Regions from separate parts of the Mus musculus genome. Here all the other regions are linked to region 1. The links are chromatin contacts, called in public Hi-C maps. All regions are on one chromosome and are shown on one strand. The core of a region is the stretch at or near the end of the contact, and the rest is flanking DNA. Distances in the headings are between cores, read along the strand shown. Region 1 holds the start of Hoxa10 (homeobox A10). Region 2 has its middle 6.2 kb from the start of Gm38808. Region 3 overlaps Gm38809 (a long non-coding RNA gene).

The links. Hi-C and Micro-C count contacts between places; a contact is called where the count stands out from the background.
Region 2: a contact with region 1 is called in a Hi-C map of the C2C12 cell line, with 5 times the contacts expected there. The contact joins the enhancer-like site here to the promoter of Hoxa10 in region 1. A contact is called at or near these places in 9 of 39 promoter capture datasets (the 3T3-L1 cell line, 3T3-L1-derived adipocytes, the HPC-7 cell line and 5 more), 18 of 484 Hi-C or Micro-C datasets (3T3-L1-derived adipocytes, B cells, the C2C12 cell line and 11 more), 6 of 115 datasets of contacts at active chromatin or transcription factors (embryonic forebrain, embryonic limb bud, forebrain and 3 more) and 3 of 9 other capture datasets (adipose tissue, embryonic stem cells and liver).
Region 3: a contact with region 1 is called in a Hi-C map of uterus, with 4 times the contacts expected there. The contact joins the enhancer-like site here to the promoter of Hoxa10 in region 1. A contact is called at or near these places in 6 of 39 promoter capture datasets (the 3T3-L1 cell line, the C10 cell line, cranial neural crest and 3 more), 8 of 484 Hi-C or Micro-C datasets (myocytes, nephron progenitors and uterus), 2 of 115 datasets of contacts at active chromatin or transcription factors (embryonic limb bud and neural tube) and 6 of 9 other capture datasets (adipose tissue, embryonic stem cells, embryonic tail and 3 more).

What each region holds. Positions count from the first base shown.
Region 1 is chr6:52,232,996-52,237,428 of GRCm38.p6, reverse strand. Hoxa10 (homeobox A10) reads left to right here and starts at 2,490. Exons shown (of 2, transcript NM_008263.3): 1 at 2,490-3,470. The coding sequence starts at 2,495.
Region 2 is chr6:50,683,443-50,687,875 of GRCm38.p6, reverse strand. No RefSeq gene overlaps it. Among named protein-coding and RNA genes, the nearest start is that of Gm38808, 6.2 kb to the right of the region's middle. Within about 2 kb of position 2,300, at least 115 of the 459 cell types and tissues checked have an H3K27ac peak or open chromatin away from gene starts, as enhancers often do. A contact at or near this core is called in the C2C12 cell line, adipose tissue, myocytes and 3 more, where this site is marked.
Region 3 is chr6:50,971,560-50,975,992 of GRCm38.p6, reverse strand. Gm38809 (a long non-coding RNA gene) reads left to right here. Exons shown (of 3, transcript XR_869079.3): 3 at 1,931-2,609. Among named protein-coding and RNA genes, the nearest start is that of Gm38809, 16 kb to the left of the region's middle. Within about 2 kb of position 2,367, at least 19 of the 459 cell types and tissues checked have an H3K27ac peak or open chromatin away from gene starts, as enhancers often do. A contact at or near this core is called in adipose tissue and uterus, where this site is marked.

The DNA of each region.
Region 1 (4,433 bases), core at 1,241-3,740:
GATGGGTCAAATCATGGGAATGCACAGATGTAGGGGGTTTTGTTTTGTTTTGTTTTGTTTTACAAGATAAGTCAGAACTACCCTTGGACTACTCAGAAGGTTCCCTGTAACCCTGGAAGGTTAAGAAAGATGCTGTCTCTATCACTGTCTTTTACCTTATCCTTGTAGCCTCTGTTATCTCCAACACACTCTTCAATGGCCACTGGTTCTTTAAAAACCTCAGCCAGGGAAACTCCTTTTTGTGTGAGATCCAGACAGGGACGGCTCAGGAGCCTGGCTCACAGGCCTGCTGACCTACTAGAGCTCCTTTTCCTCAAGGAATAGTCAGCGCTCTTGGGACCCACTTTCCCACATAACAGCTTTCCAGAGAGGTATCAGAAGTGCTGGAGAGTCAAGTGCCTTTTCAAGCAGTCCCAGATTCAGGACATTTCCAGGTGGCACTGTTGAACACAGGAGTTCCACCTATCTAGTGAACAGAGCAAGGACCACGCACATCTGGAAGCTTAAGGTAGGGTAACAAGGCCTATCTGTGTGAAAATTTGCCTTGGCCTTGGGTACAGAAGCAAATCAGATAGTTAATGGTGTCTCACATAGACCCAGCTTTTATTTTCCAGAGAGGCTGTCTGCAGAGAGCTGCTGCTCATCTGAATTTCTTTCTCTCTTTCCTTTCCTCCCTTGTCTCCTTGCCTCCTTCTTCCCCTTCTGTCCCTCTTTCTTTCTTTATCCCTTTCTTTTACATTTAGATGCTCAGATACCCAGGCCTCCCACCCATCACCTCTCGAGAGACAGAGGTAGAACTGGCAGAGATTCCTCTTGAGTATTAGCAGAGGCATAGCCTCCTGGGTGTGGGCTTGCCAAGCAGCTGCAACCAACTGCAGTGTCTTGCATCTCAGAAGCCAGAGCCTAGCCTCTACCTGGTCAGCTTCCCTGTGTCCTCTCCCTCTCAGAGTGCTATCAGGGTTGTTTTTGTCCTGGATTCCTTTTGGGAGGAACCAGAATATAGCCAACTAAAAGCAAGACTCTCTCCCTGCCATTTGCAGAGGTCTGAACAATGTGGTTCAAGGGTCCTGGGCAGTCAGTAGCTCTCTAGTTCCAACTGGAGCTGGCAGGACTGGGGCATCCTGGAGACCCTGTAACCCACAGGTCAGAAGTAAAGCATCCACTATGCAAGCTCCATGGATCCTGCCGAAAAAGGTCACCTTTCCTAAGTTTGATATAAGGTCCACATTTGGGGGCTAGCATGCCGTAGGCTGACCATTTTCAATTGCCCAAAGGTAGCACCCTGGGCTCTAGAGTCTCTTATAATAGGGCCCAAACCCAGCTCAGCCTCCTAGGGAATGGACTTCCTCATCACCACCTTGTTAAAATGTGCACAGTATACGACAAAAATGGCTGGGAAAAGGACTGCCCTCGCCATGTCTTTGGGGGTAGAGTGGGGTACAGACAGGTTTGGTCAGAACCTCCTGGAGCCAAGGAATGTTTAGGCTCAAAGGAGAGCGAGAGAGAAAGCAGTGTGGCGGAGGTATTTGCTAGACACATTCTCCCAAGGTTTTCCTTCCAGTTCTGCCAGCACAGAAAGGCCAGAGACCCAAAGCCAGCATTCTAGTCCTCTAAAGGTAGAGGATGGGGAGTATGCGTTTGCCTCTGAACTGTGGTTTGGGAGGTCGGGAGTGGTGGTGGTGGTGGTGGTGGGCTCTTGCCAGTCTATTGATTTTTCACCTCACTAAGGCAGCTGTGCAAGGTTGGATGACAGGAGTAGAGAGCATGAACCGATTGATCACAGTGAAGGAGAAAAACCTTCACTGACCAGAGGATGGTGTAAGACAGTGAGGACAGAGGATCCAGGCATTGATCATCGGCCGATGGATTTCGGACAATATTCATTCTTTGTGAGATGTTTGAGGCCGTACTGGTTTACTGTAGGTTCTGGACCGTCCAAAGATCTTGACAGCCTTAGTATGACTTTTTTACCAGCCACTTTGGGAAGCCAAACTTAAGAATTGAGGCCAGCTCCAGGCCCAGAAATGTATAGGATAGCTAGCCTGCTACAGGGCCCGTTTAAATGATCAAGGCGACGGGGACTCATGGCCACTCCATAGCAGACATGGGAGCACCCAAGGTTGGCTGGGGTGCACATCATAAACACTCCACTTGTTAACAGCGCAGAGCCCAAGGGTGCTTCCAAATAGTCCCTTGCATGGGGGGGGGGGGGGTACAGGTTCAAGAGCCAGGTCCCCCAACCTCCACTTTGAGGCAGCCCCCACAGTTCCGGCCTTTGAGCCATAGGTGTCAGGCGTGCGTCTTCTGGCCCATCAATACAGATTACATATTTATATCAATCGCGGGCTCCGAGGGCGCCCTCAGAGAGCGGCCCCGCGCCTACGAAACCAAACTGGGAGTGGTCGCGTGGAAACTCTGGCTCGGGATTGGCTGCAAGCGCCCGCCGCGGTGCGGGGGGGATTGCTAATCGTATTCAGCATGTTTTGCACAAGAAATGTCAGCCAGAAAGGGCTATCTGCTCCCTTCGCCAAATTATCCCACAACAATGTCATGCTCGGAGAGCCCTGCCGCGAACTCCTTTTTGGTCGACTCGCTCATCAGCTCAGGCAGAGGCGAGGCTGGTGTTGGTGGCGGTAGCGCGGGGGGCGGTGGAGGTGGCTACTACGCCCACGGTGGGGTCTACCTGCCGCCTGCCAGCGACCTGCCCTACGGGCTGCAAAGCTGCGGGCTCTTCCCCGCGCTGGGCAGCAAGCGTAATGAAGCGCCGTCGCCCGGAGGCGGTGGCGGTGGTGGCAGCGGGGGCCTGGGTCCTGGGACGCATGGCTACGCGCCCGCGCCCCTAGACCTGTGGCTGGACGCGCCCCGCTCCTGCCGGATGGAGCCGCCCGACGGGCCGCCGCCACCGCAGCCACAACCCCAGCAGCAGCAGCAGCAGCCGCCGCCGCCCCCGCCGCAGCCACCTCAACCCCAGCCACAGGCCACTTCGTGTTCTTTTGCGCAGAACATCAAAGAAGAGAGCTCCTACTGCCTCTACGATGCTGCGGACAAATGCCCCAAGGGCTCGGCCGCCGCTGATCTGGCCCCTTTCCCGCGGGGCCCGCCGCCCGACGGCTGCGCCCTGGGCGCCTCCAGCGGAGTGCCAGTACCCGGCTACTTCCGCCTGTCGCAGGCCTACGGCACGGCCAAGGGCTTCGGCAGTGGCGGCGGCGGCACGCAGCAGCTCGCTAGTCCCTTTCCTGCGCAGCCCCCGGGGCGCGGTTTCGACCCGCCGCCCGCACTGGCCTCTGGCTCGACCGAGGCAGCCGGGAAGGAGCGAGTCCTAGACTCCACGCCACCACCCACTCTGGTTTGCACCGGTGGCGGCGGCTCGCAGGGCGACGAGGAGGCACACGCGTCATCCTCGGCGGCTGAGGAGCTGTCTCCAGCCCCTTCAGAAAACAGTAAAGCTTCGCCGGAGAAGGACTCCCTGGGTAAGCAGAGCTCAACCGAGGGCTCAAGTCAGACGGGCAGACAGACAGACAGACAGACCCACAAGGAAGGAGCAGAGGACCAGAAGCCCGCGCGGCAGCCGTAGGCCTTGGCCCAAACTGACGGCAGGCTGACCTTCTGAACTTGTTTTTAATATTTGGGCGTGGGGATGCTGTAAAAATCCACGTCCGGCTTAGGGCCCCACACCAAGACGTCCTCAGCTCTGGCCCCTGCTCACCCAGACTTGGGGGATGAGAACACCAGCGAGCAGCCCTCCTCCCGTGCTTGCACTTTCTCGTGGCCCTGAGTACCCCCAAGCCCTGGTCCTTAGCCCAGCCTGCTCAGCGCGGCCCACGCGGGGGGGAGGGGCAGGGAGGAAAAGTGGCTCGCTTGCAGATAGCACGGATGTTTGTAAGGCATCCAAAATAAGCAGCCGCCAGAGCCAATAAATAAGCCCATTAACCGGCGAAGTTCGAGTTTACGATCCCCCATGCGTTTTTCAAAGTTTCTGGAGGGGCGGGAGTCCTGGTTGTAAGAAAAAAGAAAAGACAAATTCGGCCGGAACGCTTGGGCCCAGAGCTGAAAACCTAGGAATGGCCATTCCCCTTCTCCTGGAATCTGGTGCTGCCCAGCTTCACACTCCGGTTACTTGGAGGGACAGGAGCCAAACCCAAGCCCTTGACCCCAGAATCGGGTTTTTGGAACTTCCCCATTGGCCCAACTATGCCCTTCTCCTCTAGCCTGGGGCGATCTAGGAGGCTAGGGTAAGCCAGTGGAGCTGCCAGCCTCTCGTCCAAAGAAGCATTCCCTTACCCCAGCTTGGGGGCCGGCAGGAAATGCTTCCCTGCCCCTGGGTGAGAGGCAGAGAAAGGCGTTAAGTTCAAGATGTACGGCCTCGCCTCCTCCGGCCTTTCATTCTCTCAGCGCCCCGCGGCGTGGTGCTAAAACAGGTGCCTGGAAAAAAG
Region 2 (4,433 bases), core at 1,051-3,550, 1.5 Mb after region 1:
TCAGTGCAGATGGGGACTGGAACGTAAAAACCAGGACCTCTGCTTGTGTAGATCTCAGGGCTGTGAATTGCTTCCTTGCTCCCTTGGGAAACCTCACCTAGCCAGAACGTTAGCCACAGGAGAGAATTATTTCCTTCGTCATAATCTGGGACTTGTAATGATATAAGAAGGACTATAAGTTATGTGGACAAAGAGGTGCTGGAAAGCATGAAGTGCACCCCAAGTCATGACCATGCTTGCTCCTGACTCATTCAGAGAGTTTCCCCAGGGAGGAATCTTCCAGCCCTGCCATGAATACCTTCACTGGGAAACTCGTTCTCCTAAGCCAACCTGTTACATTCTTTTAATTTGTTCTTACACAGTACATCAAATGACTTTTCTGGAGTTGTTACTGATAGTCCTCACTGGGTCAACAAATCTTTCCACTCAGCTTCAATCCTTCAAATGTAGTTTAGAACCTTGCGTGCCCTATGCCTCCTGCTCCTCTGGGATTTCTCTTTTCCAGGTTAAAATGTCTCTGTCTCCTTGTCACCTTCAATGATACTTAATTTTGATTTCTTTCATCATGGCCATCAGTTTCCTCCAAACTTCTCCCTTTTGATCTTTCTTCCTTGATAAATTTCAGTGCTTGGAGCTCAGAATGGAGCTTAGCGCGCTCAGATTCTTTCTGTATAGATCCTGGGTTTGCAAAAGGACCAGATAATAAACAAGTATGTATTCCTTAGCCAAACAGCCTTTGAACAATCACCCAGCTTGAGTCCCAAACACAGCTGTGAACAATATATTGATAAATGGGCATGGCTGTGCTCTAGTAACGGTGGTTGGGATTCTTTGTTTTTTGGTTTTTTTTTTTTTTTTGTCTGAGATTGTTAAAACAAAACAAAACAAACAAACAAACAAAAACAGAAGGTGAGTAACATTAACCAATTTACTGCCTTTTGGTCCAGATGAAAGTTTTCTACTCAGCCTCTCAGAGGTTGACCGTGAGCCCCTATTGCAGAAGACACCACACACTTAGAAGACAGGACCTATACCATTTGAACTGAATCTCACCTAAAAGCCTCCTTCCTCCCTGTGGTCTGGCTTCCATGGTGCCAGAAGATATTATGCCAGCTACCAAGGAGGGAAGCAAGTAACAATCCTACCCAGCAGCAACACCCATGAAACAGAACAATGACCGACACGGCAGGATATCTACAAAGATGCAGCAAGTGGCACTCACGTGTGGGGTAACCAACAGCGCTCCCATCAAACTCAAGGTCCACCTGACAGGAGGGAACCATGCCTGGTACTAGACATCTAGCCAGCTTCCTTAGGCTACTGAGGTCATGGATCTTAGAAGAGACTCCACTACCACCACTTTCCTTGCCCAGCTACATTCTATATCTTATCCTCACACCCACAGGTAAGTATAGCTACCACTCCTCATCCAAGAAGCCCCTTTACAACAGATGGAGACCGTCCCAGAAAGCCACAAGTGGATACAACACAGAGATCAATGGATTGGGGAGCCCAGCCTCCAACAGATATATATCACACCACCACTTATTGCTCAAGGGACATTGTAAAAGAGGGAATGGAAAGATTTTAAGAGTCAAAATACCAGAGAGTCTGCTGTGAAACAGTCTATCATATAAATGGATGCATAAGAAAGATCTGAATAACAGAAATATCAATAGACTTACTAATGCAGAAGGGGGGATATCTCACAAGGTCACACCCCAGGATGAGTTACTACAAGCAAGTGACTGCTGGTGGGGGGTGGGGTAGGGTTGGGGGTGGGGTAGGGTGGGAGAGGTTGGGGAGCTAACCTGTCCCTGATATGAGCCTCCTAATATATATATATATATATATATATATATATATATATATATATATATATATACACACACACACACATACATATATATATAGTGTGTGTGTGTATAAAAAACAAGGATTGAGGAAAAGACTATCAAAGGGAAAAGAAACTGTAGGGAGGGGACTTAGGAGGGACTTGGGGGAAGAAAGTGAAGAGTTTACCTCTTTTTATGCAATTATATTTTAACTAAAATGTATAAAAATAAGATTAATTAGTTAAACAAAATTGGCTTCATCACAGTGCCATATCTTCTGTCACACTTGCTCTTGAGCTATTTGCTACAGTTCAGCATCACTGTTTCTGTGGGAGTGAAGGACATGTGCACACGAGACAGGAGCCCTCCACTGCTTTCTTGGGATAGGCCGCCTACACGGACCCATCCATGGGCTACTGTCCCTCTATTTAACACAGAGAGGAGTTAGTAACATTTCAGGTGCATGTGTCACAGACTTGCACATCCTAAGGAGAGACCCTCTCTGCCCTTAGCTCACATGTCATCTTCACGAGGTCATCTTACCTCGAGAACCTGATGGGGAGTTTATCCTGTTGTCTAATGTGTAGAATCACACACTCTTGCCTTTGTGAATTCCTTTCTCCTTTATTCATGTTTGTATCATTAAGTTATTTACATGGCAGCGATTAATTAATTGTTAATGATATCCAGAAAGCCATGCAATTCCTTTCAGCAGCCGTTCATAACTCAATCCAATGTTTTGTGTTTACTCTGACTCAGATGTGCCCTTAATTGAGATTTGCTGTAACTTCCTGCCGTGATGACTCAGCCCGTATGGAACTGCCACCCTATTGTTAGCTTACGAATGAGAGGAAGCCTGAAGTGTGACTCAAAATGCAAATATTAGCCTCATTTCTGTTACTTTTTTTTTTCATTTTAGAGTTTAAATAAGTGAGTTAAGTTCTTTTCAACCCTGTCTCTTTGTGAATAAAACAGAGAAAATAATATTCCCCCTGCTTACTTCACAAGGTTAATTTAATTGTCAAACATGGGTATGTAGTTTCAGGTTACTGTTTGCAAGTGTGCAATGTATCATTTTATAGGAAGATTTTCACAATATACTGAACAGAGAAAAGCCCTTGGGATCTGCCCTTGACTTCTCTGCCTAGTACCAGTTCCTCCTTATTATTAAAAATTGTGATTCATCTCACCCACTCCAAGGCCCGGGAGACACAGTGGAAAAGGAAAAGAGAGATTATAGGAGCCAGGGGCCAGGAGGAGTGCTAGGAAACACTCTGCCTCTGTGGTCACCAGCACAACCCAGCAACTACGGTCAACTGCACACTTCTCTTGCCCTCTGTATTCACATACCAGATAGACATCTTAACCTGAATGTGGAATACAGAACAGTATTTGTAAAACTATCCCCAGCCTGGTTAGTGATTTCCCAAATATTGAGCCACCCAAAACTAAAAGCAGGCATTTATTCTAAATCTTTGTCTTTTAGTTCATTTTAAAGCTGTTCTCTACTCTCCCAGCCTACCCTTGATTGCCCTGGCTTAAGCTCTTGCCATCCCAAATCTAGATTACTGTGGTGCCTAGGCTCTACCTTCCTCCCTCCTTGACAGCACCCTTTCCCAGGTAATTCTTCTACTAGGACCAGAACAGCCTTCTAACGTGCAGATCTAATCACAGTAAACTCAAGAATCAAGCAAATTCAAGATTTTGAAAACTTGCATGCTGTGCTATACTTACCCACCCCAACCTTGCCTGTCCTTTCTCTCCTCTCTCTCCCTCTCCCTCTCCTCCCCTTTCTCCCCCAACCACCCCCCCCCGCCTTCTCTCCTGCCCTTCAGCCTGTGTCTACTATACTGAATTACCCCTCGGCAAACCCTCCAAGACGTCTCCATGCTGTTGTCCAGCATGTTCCTCCTGGGATATGCTCCCCATCTGATGACTTCCTGCCTTCTCTGTAAGAGTCAGCGCAGGAGCTCTCTTCCCAGTGAATCCATGCCGGCTCCTAGCCCACAGCATAACGTCCCCTCTGAGCCTCCGATGGATGTCCCAGATGCATCTGTCCCGTTGTTCATGGATTCCTTATGTATTCACCGAGCCTCTCATGAGGGCTGAAGTCTTATTCAACACTGAGGTCCTGATAACTTCCAAAGAGCCTAGTTAGTTCTCAGATGCTTGTGAATGATGAAGGGGTGAGTGAAGAAATGAACTGTAGCAACATCACATCATGGAAAATAGCACATAGTAGTTGGTAGGGAAAGGCATTTTGTGGCTGTAATAGTGTTGAAAGATGGGAAATACAACCATTTTCTCTGGCAGTTAACATATTTTACAGCAAACCTTTTCTGAACTGTTAAAAGTTAAATTCATCTCCAGGAAATCATGACTGCTAGTGTATAATATGTCACAAGGAGAATACTTATCATACACATGAAAGCACACATGTGGGATAGTGTCATTTAGAAGCCCGTGCCCCTCTGTTCTTCCAGACCCACATTCACAGACTTCTAAACGAGCATTCTGGCTAAGGAGCAGCCAAGACACAAAACTGGGATGTTCTTTATAGTACAACAAGTCACTTCCAGTCAGGACCTGCTCTAGCCC
Region 3 (4,433 bases), core at 1,118-3,617, 1.3 Mb after region 1:
ATGAATTCAACCAATTTCTTTCTTTTTCCTTTCTATCTATAGGAAAGAAATGCTCTTAAAACTAATATATACTAGGTCTTTCTTTACAAAAACGTTTAAAATTATGTTGGCTCCACACAATGTAATCTGTGGCTTAGGTCCCATGAAGAGTCACTTTGCCAAGTGACAAGCACATATTCCTTTTGTTTCTTGTTCGCTGAGATGACCGAACCTCTGCTCCTGGGGTGTGCACAGCCATATTGGTATGCCAAGTGCATCAGGGAGCACAGAAGTCATTTGGGAGCTAAAAGTAAGAGTTATCTGCAAACAGACACAGTAGAACTATCTTGGAAGATATGGAGTAGGGGGGCAGATGTTTTACTTAGTCCATTGGTTCTCAAGCTTGCTGGTCTTGGGATCTCTTCACATTCTTAACAGTTAGTGGTGACCAGGCTATGCTTATAAACATCATAAAATGTTCTAGATACAAGGATGCAGATTCTATTGGTCATAAAGATGATGAAAACATCGTCTGACTTCTTGTCTCCAGAAAAACTACACTGTACATGAGTAGACAGTTGAGCATTGTTATAAAGGTATTTTTAATACACAAATCCTGGAAGGGACTCAGAGCCCCCAGACCCCTGCACAGCACCATGAACCACTGATGTCACTCATTCAGGAGACAAAACAGTCATCCATACCAGTCTCCAGAGGGGTCAACCAAGACAGAGTAGTGACACTTGGCTGGTAGAGGCTAAAGAATCTCATGTGGACTGTGTCTGCCTCAGTGACAACTCCAGCCTGCATTGCAACAAGCATGCACCGTGAAGAGCCAGTGTGCAGGACATGGTATTTAGAGAGTGACCTTTTCACCTCTGAAATACTTGAAAGTGGTGACCTTCTCTTCCTGAAATGACCCTTGACTCACAGACCAGTGTCCCAGTGCTTTCTTCATGGTGTCTGCCTCTGGAAATCATTAGCTTCTGGGTGTAGTGAAGAATTTGGGGCTCAGTTGCTTCAAAGTTGCCTCAAAGCCCAGTCCTCAAAAATCCATGAACTGTGTCAGACACAGCACAAAATGCATATCCACTGAGGAAATGCTTGACTTGATATTATGTAAGTTTGAATTCAGTTAACTTTATAAATGCTCATTGAATGGATGAAAACTAAAGCCCAACGTTGACTTATGACTAGCTGTAGACTTAGAGAAGCAGATCTTGTCTTAGGACAGGATGGAAATTCTTTCCTCTTTCCAGTAGAGAGGGGCACTGGGTGGGCTCACTCCTCATCGACAGTTCTTCTGAGATTGGTACAATAGCCAGGGGCAGAGCTAGCTATCAGATGCAGGAAAGGCAGGATGCCTTAAAAGTAAAGAAAACTTAACTTTCAAATTATTAACACAAGCATTAGTCTTCATTTTTTACATGCTACAAAACCAGTTTTAAATGCATATATAAGAATATGTATGTGAAATTCATAACATTTTACAGGTTTGTTTTCTCCTTTCTTTTCCTTTTATTTCCTCCCTCCCTCCCTTTCTTTCTCCTTTCTATTTTCCTTCTGATTTTTATTTTCTTAAAAAAAAAAAAAAGAGTTTTACCATTTATCCAAGGTTAGCCTTGAACTCATGAACCTCCTGTCTCAGAGTACTAAACACTGTGGTTACTCCATGTCCTTGCCTACGATATGGTTTCACAGCTCCAAAGTGTCCAAGGATAAAGTCTGGGACATCATCAGCTCCCCCGTCAGACTTCCTTGAACAAGAGTCTAAAAGGGAGAGTCAAACAAGTGGCGCCATCAGAAGTAAGAATTTGCTGAGTTACATGTGGCAAATTTTAAGGTGGTTCTTATGAGGCTCATTTACAGATAAGAATATGGAGAACCAGAGAAAAAAGGAACTCACTGGGTTACAGAGCTAATTATGGCTTAGGTTTTTTTTTTTTTTTAGGTTTCTTTTTATGGGTCCAACCTGAAGAAACACTCTACATGGCCAAATCTAATGTTGTCACTAAAGCTGCTATGAGGAACTGCAGGCCCAGCAGAAGGCACAGCCAAGACTGAAGGCTACTGTCATGGCTGAGGCAATCACCAGCATCTTGTATGGGGAAGGATAGAGGGAGCTGAGAGGTGAACAGAGACTACTGGCTTTGGAAATAGATCCATACAGCCTCTAGCCCTGCAAAGGGCATCCTTTATCACCCACAGCAAGCTCAAGGGCATTAAGAACCTTACCGTGATCTCTTTGGTATCTACAAGATCCCTAAAAGGTAACACAGCCACTCAGCTCCCATTGCAATCTCCGTGGTTCTGAGTGGCTGGGACAAAGCCTGCTGGAGGGAAAATCTGCCCCACTTCAGATGCTCATGCTGGCTCTGACACATGCTGCAAACAAGCAGCTTCCCACTGTCCATCCATTTCCCATTTTCCTCATTTGGTTAAACCACTCACTCAGTACTGGGAGCTTCCGTTTTTTTCCCTCATCTTGAACATCACGTACTGTTCCAGCCCACAGCCAGCCACCCAGGAAGGAAGCACAGTGTTCCTGGTCAGCCATATGGCCACATTGTTGAAAAGCTCTGTAAGTCATGTTATCTGAACCCCATTAAAAAAGATCTATGAGAACTTGAGGCACACAGTGTGGTTGGTTTCATCCTTATCTCTGGTCTGCTTACCTCATAATAAATGTGAAGAGAAAAATGGGGAAGGCAAAAGAGGGCATGTAAGGACACCAGTGGGGTTGGTGACCAAGCAGAGACCTCTTCTCTTATCTCCATCAAGATTTTCTAAACTCAGTTATAACATAGCAGCTACATATGCCAGACTTCACTCCAGTTGGGACCAACTGGGAATCTAAACTTGTCTGTCCTTTACTGTAATCAACTCGCTATTCAAAATAGAATCACATGCTTATCATTTTTAATATTACTTGAAACATTTTTATTTTCCTTTCCTAACTCCAATAACATCAATTATTTTGGCGTTTATATGCAGACATAAAAAAGCTGTTGCTGTAAATGTGTCTTTCTTGGGGAAAGAAAAGAAACACACACAGCATGTTCTAGATCTTGTGTTTATACTTTCTTGAGGTGTCTTATTCCCTCCCCCAAATCTGTGCTTTAAGCCAGCTGTTTACCCTGATTTATACCGAGAGAACTAGGAAATTCTAATGAAACAGGTAAAAACATTTATAACAAAGGCTGTGATTTGCTGGGGTCTCTTCCACCTAAGAGGCAGTGTTTTTGCATTTTGTGGCCAAAATGGTTAATGAGGTATAAAGGTCAAGAGAAACTTAAGTTGTCCGTGGCATAGGAAGAAGTATTTTTCTTTTTCTTGCTGTCCTAGGAAGTTTAAAAAAAATACTCCCTATTCTAGACAGCTAGAATCTTTGATGGTGTGCATATGCGTGCCTGCAGCTGTGTGCGCGTGCCTACCTGTGCATCTGCATATGGACTTGTGAGTGGAAAGAAGGGATCATTTGCCTCACATAACAGCTCACTCTGCACACTTGCATCTGTGAGACTTGATCTCTATTCATCTCTGCTTTGGCTGTTCAGCGCTGCTCTCTCCTGAGCCTTGGGATAGGTTTGGTTTTCTAAGAACCCTGCACAACACTTTGGGCTGCAAGTCACTCCCTCTTCCTGTCAGCTAATTTTTCTTTGTGTGTCTCTGTGTCTTTAACTTCTTGATTGTTGCTGGCAGTCTCCAAGAGTGCAGAAGAAGATGTAGTTTTAGCCTGGGCTTTTCTATCTGCCTTCACTCCAGTTCATTTGAACTTCACTGTAACCTCACGATGCAGATTCTGTTAATGTTCCCGTTTTATAGGGGTCAGGGGGTGGGGGTGGGGACTGAACCTTAAGGAAGCAAGGTGACTTGTCCGAGGAAATACAATGTATGTAAGGAGTAACAAGATTACAAAGCAGTTGCTTATAATCAAACGTTCCCTATGTTACCCCTCTGTGTTTGGAGGTTGAGATGACTTAAGGGGAGCATGAAGTGGGGCTTCTGCGTTAGAATTGACATTTCTTAGTTTGGCCATGCATGTATCACTGTGGAAAAGACACAGGACTGAATATTTGAGTCTCTTATAATATGTGTCTTCTACTTCAATTATATTAAAATACCAAATAAGGAATAAACAAATATGAAGACGAAGCACAAGTGTACAACTAACAATTATCTGACTATTGATCTGCCTGGTGCTCAGTAGGTAGGAATCCACTGCAGACAACACCTCTAACTCACGGAACTCAGCTCAGACCGAGCGGTGGGAAGAGCACCCTGGAGTCAGACTGTCTGGACTTGAGGCTGCCACAGAGTGAGTGTGGGGAAGTCACATGATCTCCGCCATGTTTTAATGTGTTCATCTATAAACAGGGATGGTTTAGTCCCTTGCTGAGCTAGGCTAACCCATATAAGGATTTGAGCATGAACAAAGTCTCTTGGTACCATGG